Linked DNA regions of Bicyclus anynana: region 2 is linked to region 1. The links are chromatin contacts, called in public Hi-C maps. All regions are on one chromosome and are shown on one strand. The core of a region is the stretch at or near the end of the contact, and the rest is flanking DNA. Distances in the headings are between cores, read along the strand shown. Region 1 holds the start of LOC112048396 (bicaudal D-related protein homolog). Region 2 overlaps LOC112048396 (bicaudal D-related protein homolog).

Evidence for each region. Hi-C and Micro-C count contacts between places; a contact is called where the count stands out from the background.
Region 2: a Hi-C map of whole larva shows a contact between it and region 1, with 2.2 times the contacts expected there. The contact joins the enhancer-like site here to the promoter of LOC112048396 in region 1. A contact is called at or near these places in 2 of 2 Hi-C or Micro-C datasets (whole body and whole larva).

What each region holds. Positions count from the first base shown.
Region 1 is chr8:11,140,740-11,144,474 of ilBicAnyn1.1, reverse strand. LOC112048396 (bicaudal D-related protein homolog) reads right to left here and starts at 2,110. Exons shown (of 9, transcript XM_024085911.2): 1 at 1,378-2,110. The coding sequence starts at 1,800.
Region 2 is chr8:11,180,981-11,184,715 of ilBicAnyn1.1, reverse strand. All of the region lies in intron 1 of LOC112048396 (bicaudal D-related protein homolog), which reads right to left. Among protein-coding and RNA genes, the nearest start is that of LOC112048396, 40 kb to the right of the region's middle. Within about 2 kb of position 1,610, at least 5 of the 8 cell types and tissues checked have open chromatin away from gene starts, as enhancers often do.

The sequences.
Region 1 (3,735 bases), core at 861-3,360:
TTATACGTGCTCCATTTATGCAATGAAACTGTTATCTTATCGGGAAAGCATTAGTTTATGTGAAAAACGTTGTTTCAAGTGCGTGATTCATTGTTATAAATAAGATTTTCGTAATACCATACAGTACATACCTATTTGTAATAGTCAATTCTTTCAAAAAACGTGCATAATCAGTAATTTTAATACACCTCTAATCTAAAGAGTAACCTAATTCGCTGTACTAAATTTTCGTCAAATATAAGCCGTAGCTTATTAGCACCATAACTGCAAAGATGTGCCGCTAAGCGATTTAGCGTTCCGGTACGATGCCGCGTAGAAACCGTCAGAGTATTGGTAAACTTGTACCTCCTTCAAGCAAGCCTGCTTATATCTAAGAGTAAGACTGCATCGTCACTTAACATCAGGTGAGATCGCAGTCAACTTGTCATTGAATAAAAAATTAACGTTTCCTACCGAAGGACTATCGACTGTTTTTTTCTTACCAACAATTAAAACCTCAATTGCGGAAGTAAAGTAAACAGGTAGTCAAACAATACTTGAAACTATTGTACACAGTATTGATTTGTATTTAAATGTAATCTAGCAAGATTTACATGCTATAGGTGATAATTATAATTGAATCACCAAGTATGTTTATAAGAATTGAATATTGGTAAATACTCAAAGAAGTAATAGGTTTTAACAATAGTTGTATGATATAGGTAACAATCTAAAATATCCGTTAAGTACTAATTTGTAAAGCTATTAATGGAAAGTGAAAGGTTGAAACTAAAATAGTAGCAGTTGACGAAAATACATCTAATAAAAACAAATGACTAGTTATAAACTGTTAACTCTAAATACCTATGACACCGCATATTAGAACTTCCACGAACTAAGGAATCCTTCTGAAAAGTTGCTAAACGATTGTCAATTCCAATAATGTAGACTTGTTGCTTATTGTAAGGGGTGAGAAGGTGCAATTAGCTAAAAATTCTAGAAACCATTTAATGTGCCCGCAATATCTTATTTTAATATAATCGAATCTAGTTTAAAATACCAATCAGCTAACCTACCAATGACCTTAGTTGACCAATGTCCTTTCCACCTTTCTAAGAACATTCGACACAGGGTCCATCCAAGCAAGGAACATAATTTCTTTCCGGAGATTGACGTGCATTCATAAGCAGTAATTTATAATCCAACCTTACTGTTTATAATGGTACTTAAACAATATTAATCTTCTATTCAAATTTAGAAATCAGAAAGTATTGTTTCACGTTCTCAATATCGCCGAAATATTTCATTGTATACATATTGTATTAGAAGTTTTCATAACAAAGTAAAACAATAGCTCAGCGAATGCTGCATTATTTGGATCTAGATTTAAAAACTCACCTCTAGTTTTTTGGAGTATTCTTCCGCTGTACGCTCTTGTTCTTTCTTCAACTCCTCGTTTTTCTCCAACAAAGCTTTTCCCAGTTCTGCTGCCAGCAGCAAATCAGATTCCTTCTGTTGGAGTTGTGTCCACACGTCGTCAGAACTTCCGTTCCTCACAGCATCTCTTGTAACAGCCATTTTAACGTAATCTTCTAAATCCTCGTAAAAATTCTCGTCCGACAAACTCAGAAGCGCTGGCGGTTTCCTGTTACCACTTCTACTTCTGTTCCTTCGATGTTTTATTGCGTTAGTACTACCGTTACCAACAAATTCAGTTTGCTCAGTTATAAAGTTAGGCGATCGATCCGGCGGCTCTTTATCAGTGTAATCTAGACTTTTTCTACTACTTCTACTAATATTTGCACTAAATTCACCAGCCATTTAATTTCAACTATAACAACGAACAAAGTAAATTAACTCTGAACAATTTTCGTGTAGTTGTTCTTTTTGAACAGCTTCTCGAATGCCTGCTGTAGTTTCACGGGCTTGGGCAGCTTGATCTGTTTGAATACGTTCACTGGAATTTCGAAATCCTTTTTTAATGCCATTATAATATTTTTATGAGATCACAAGCGTAACATTTCCGTGTCACTGGCACTGCACAAGCACGAAACACGATATTGTTATGTCGGCACACACGCGGGCGAAGCACTGATGTTGCCTCGACGACGGTTCGGACACAACAAAGCGGTGCAAAGCCTCCGAGGCGGATCGAGCCTAATGCGTCAAAGATTATTCAGACGAAAGGTGCAACAGGTATAACTTATAGTTTATTTATCTATTACAATGTTAGCCGAAGACATTAAGGTTACCAACGAAAGGAACAATATTATGTTGAGTGACAGTAATATCAAGGCATACCTAAAATTAGCTATAAAGCATTGATAAATTAGATTTAAAGTAAACGTCTTACGTATATAATTATGAATTACAAAAATGAATTTTATATTTCTTTAATGACTTACCTTAAGTCATTAACAATGTGTAATTATAATTAACAAATTGCGCTTAAGTTACACATTTTCTCTCTAGTATAAGTAATAATAAGTAAAAGCTGCTGAAAAAGTTTTATTTTTAATCTAGTTTGGTTTAATAATCTAGTTTGATTTTTAATCTTATTAACAAAATTTTCTTTACTAGACAGCAATCCTACGATTAGAAATATTATTAAAAGTTTCAAATTGTTTATATACAAAAGAAACCAAAACAAAAATGGCTAGTAGTGAAAACTAATTCTTCGTAGGCATTAATGCACACGAATACAATACATAATCTTTGGCAAAACAACACGTGTGTTAAAGTGAAACGGCAAATAAAGGTAAGCTATAATCTTTCACGTTGGACAGAGACAGAGATAACATCAAGGTAATAAAGAGAGTGGCCGGTCAGTCCATATTGGTGCAAGATTTTTATTTTTATTGGGTTTTATAGGAAGTGATCTCATACCAATACTATAAAAATATATTAAAATAATCTGAAGCAAAAACGAACCTTGACTTTATTTTAATCGTCATTGAAAACAAAGGCTTGATGGTAATTATTAATTTCGCAATATTTTTTCCGAGATTTTCGTTCTTTTTGCGTTCTATTTAGCAAAGTTAACAAAAACATTTTCTTAAAAGTGCAATAAACAATTTTAATTTTACTAGGTAGGTACGTAACTATTACGAAACGTCTTTAATTAGACAATAAAAAATACGGTCTAAAGTTAGGTCTAAGGTCTAAAGTTAAAAAAAATAAGATCTAAAGGCCTAAATAATGCCGCTAGAAGGAGAAGCTAAATCGATTTACCTTTGTACAGTGCACATAATTATTTTTTTAGGTTTACACAAAGTAATAAACATACGTCGCTTAGTTATTTTATTGATCTATCAATTGTATATATATTGCTTGGCCACGAAATTCGGAGTACCATTGCAATATGAACCTTAAAACAACGGCGTAGAAGCTGTTTGTTTTCAATATTATCGCATTCAAACGTTATGTCTCTCCTACACGATTGACCAACGCCAACGCTAGTTATGATTGATGGTCCTAAAAGCTTACGTATAATTCAAATTAGTGGTTATAGTTTACTCACTTAGATTGCCAGATTGCACTGCAATTTTGTTTTTCATAACAATATTGTTTCAGTGGTTGCCACTTGCACTTATCTACTACCTATTTGTTTTTTCCGTAATATTCCCATCAGAGGTCTCTGAACTCAACTAAGGACTCAACATTATTATCAATAGGAGTGTCTAGAACGTATTTTTGAAATTATATAGGGAATAGGAAGGTCATGAAATCATTAATGATCACGATCAATATTCTCTT
Region 2 (3,735 bases), core at 361-2,860, 41 kb before region 1:
GTCTGTCAATCTCATTCAATTCTACGTACCTCTGCCTACGTGATTAAATGTTATCATGTGATAATGAAGCGAAATACTACTAGCGACGCCCTGCGGTTTCACCCGCGTAGTTCCTGTTCCCGTGAGAGTATGGGGATAAAATATAGGCTATGACACTCACAAAGAAATTGGCTTTCTAGTTGTATAAGAATTTTCATAATCGGTTCAGTAAATCCAGAGATAACCACCTCCAATACCACAAACTATACTGACGTTAGATAGGTAGGTACATTTTTTTTTATTCTTTACAAGTTAGCCCTTGACTACAATCTCACCTGATGGTAAGTGATGATGCAGTCTAAGATGGAAGCAGGCTAACTTGTTAGGAGGAGGATGAAACTCCACACCCCTTTTCGGTTTCTACACGACATCGTATCGGAACGCTAAATCGCTTGGCGGTACGTCTTTGCCGGTAGGGTAGTAACTAGCCACGGCCGAAGCCTCCCACCAGCCAGACCTGGACCAATGAAGAAAATCTCAATCGGCCCAGCCAGGGATCGAACCCAGGACCTCCGTCTTGTAAATCCACCGCGCATACCACTGCGCCACGGAGGTCGTCAAAAATATAACATATATAAGTAGGTAGGTACTACTGAATTGAGAACTTGAGCTTGACATTTTCATGAGAACTGATGCTTCATGCACTGTTGGATGTAAATTTAATCCATATTTTTTGTCCAAAATATGATAATTTCTTAAGGGCCCGCCTTAAAAGTAAAACTTTTTGCGAAAATATTGCTCACTTATATTTTAGATACAAGAAAACATTGTATACATGCAGTTTTAGTTACTTTAAACATAAAAAAATTATACAGTAACAGTCTTATATTTTCATAGTCTAATAATAAACAGTACCCAAGTATAACTATTTTATTAAGACAATAAAGTTATAATATTATTTGTCTGTAATTTTGTGCTTGCAGCTCAAAAAAGGTAATTTAATTGGTGTAAGCTCGCAAAGTTATTCCTAATTTCTAATTGTCTATGCAAGTAAGAACCCTATAAACATAATATTAGTAACGTACATTTAAAACATGTGCGCGAGTGATATTATAAGGGTTCCGTTTTTGTACTACGTACGTCCGGAACCCTAAAAATAATAAAGCTAAGTCGTTCTCACGTTATGGCGTGATCATGGAAAACAGCAACTCTTTTTTTACCCGACTACGGCGAAGGCAAAAGGAAAGGTAATAAAGGTAAATGATTTTGGCAGTCTATATATGTATTTTATATACATAGAAGAATCTATACTAATATAATAAAGCTGAAGAGTTTGTTTGTTTGTTTGATTGATCGCGCTAATCTCAGGAAAGACACTGGTCCGATTTGAAAAATTCTTTCACTGTTAGATAGCCCATTTATCGAGGAAGGCTATAGGCTATATATTATCCCCATATTCTTACGGGAACGGGAACCACGCGGGTAAAACTGCGCGGCGGCAGCTAGTAATATATAAGATTTAAAAGCTACGCCTCATTTATTTTGGTCCAAACGCTGGCTGGCCCTTAACGATGAATACAGAATTACAGTTCAGTCTAGTTTTTAGTCTGAAACCTGATCGGAATTGAACTTGCATCATTCCATTACGAGCAGGGACCACAAAAAACAGGCAAACCGACAGGTATTGCTTGCACTCTATATAACAACTGGCGGACTGCATCGATAAACAACTAAAAACTGGTCAAATTACGAGTATTTAAAACGGGTCTCTACGGTATACTTCATCATTTGACTTTATGTTTTTTTTTTTATTCATAATAGACTTACGCTTTACTACAATCATGCCTGGTGGAAAGCAATGATGAGGTCTAGGATGGAGCGCGCTTGCCTAGAAAATGCCTATTCACTCTTGTCTTGAAGGTGCACAAATCATAAGTGTTAGGAAATACAGAAGCCGGAAGGGCATTCAACATCTTCGCTGTTCTTATTGGAAACTGAATGAAAGTAGAATGTAGTACTACTGTGACTTATACGTCATTTTTATGAGGGTTTTAGGACTTAAGCCAATTATGTATTTCGTCTATACTAATATTACAAAGCTGAAGAGTTTGTTTGTTTGATAGAACGCGCTAATCTCAGGAACTACTGGTCCGATTTGAAAAATTCATTCAGTGTTAGATAGCCCTTCTAGCGAGGAAGGCTATAGGCTATATATTATCTCCGTATTCCTACGGGAACGGGAACCACGCGGGTGAAACCGCGCGGTCTTAGCTAGTCAAAAGATGGTAGTGATATTGACATATTTATACATCCATAGTTTATTGTATCTCTAGATATATTATATCTCCTATGTGCTTTTATATCTCTTGATGCATTATCTATTAAATAAAACCGAATTGCTTGCCTATTAGACATGCTTACTGCCTTCCATCTGGTTTAGCGATAATGCTAACCTTCTAAAAAAAAACATTAAAATATACTCATAAACTTATCAGAGAAATTTATCAATGAGAATTTTATCAATAAATAATCATTTTTATAATTAATTGTATTTTTATTAAAAAATAAAAACGCCTCATAAGAGAGGGGATATGGAGAGTATTACACTGCTACAGTGCACGTTGTCGGGCCATTCTCACTAATCTTGTAGGTTTAGTACCAAGCCACTTGAATTGAAATCAATTTTTTAAATGCAAAAAAAAATATTCATACTAGTTTTACACAAAGAAAACTCGTATTGAAGTCGATTATAAGATCAAATTAAGCGTACACATAATTAATCCAGTGTTTAGCATTCCTTAACAAGTTTCCAGCAAAGGCGCTAATTAAAGCAGCGTTTAGTCCGGTGCTAGTTGCTCCACAGTATCAGTACTAAATGTCAATTCATTTACTATCGAACACATACCTGTATAACGACTATGATATTTTATAAAGGCTAAGGGAAATTACGCATAGCTCTTACTACATATTGACTACAGTTAGACTGCTAGCCTTTGAAAACGCTAAATTTAATAAATGAATACTTAAAAAGACTATAAATAAAGTATAAATAGTTAACCTAAACATGAAGCCCTAGGTAGCCTGCTCACGCATTCAGCATTCAACCGTTGAATTTCAGTTTAAATGCGTCAGAAAGCTGCCTGAGAATCTCCAGTTAGGGTTCATTTACACAAGCAGCAACTGCTACCGACGACTGCCGTTGACTGCAGTCGGCGACTGCCGTCGACTGCCGCCGAGACGTCGCCATCTGTCGACTGCAGCCGTACTGTAAATGAATACTTACCTGCCTGAGGTTTGCTGATCTTGTGGAGTCTGGACGTTCCTGCCCCACGGTGCTAGGTGTCTCGACGCCAAACAGGACAAATTCATATTGGACGCCGATACAACTGTATTTTAGTATAATCGCGTGTTCAATTTCAGTTAAAATGCGTCAGAAAACTACCTGTCCGAAGGTTTCCTGTTACTTCCCTGAGGTTTGCTGATCTCTTTGTGGAGAGTCTGGACGTTCCTGCCCCGCGGCCCTAGGTGTCTCGACGCCAAACGGGACAAATTTATATTGGACGCCGATACAACTGTATTTTAGTATGATCGCGTGTTGAACTTCAGTTGAAATTCTTGAGCGAGAAAGTTGCCTGCCCAAGGGCCTCCTGTTAGGTACCTCCCTGAAGTTTGCTGATCTCATTGTGGAGAGTCTGGACGTTCCTGCCCCACGGCCATAGGTGTCTCGACGTCGAACAGAACAAATTTCTATTCGAC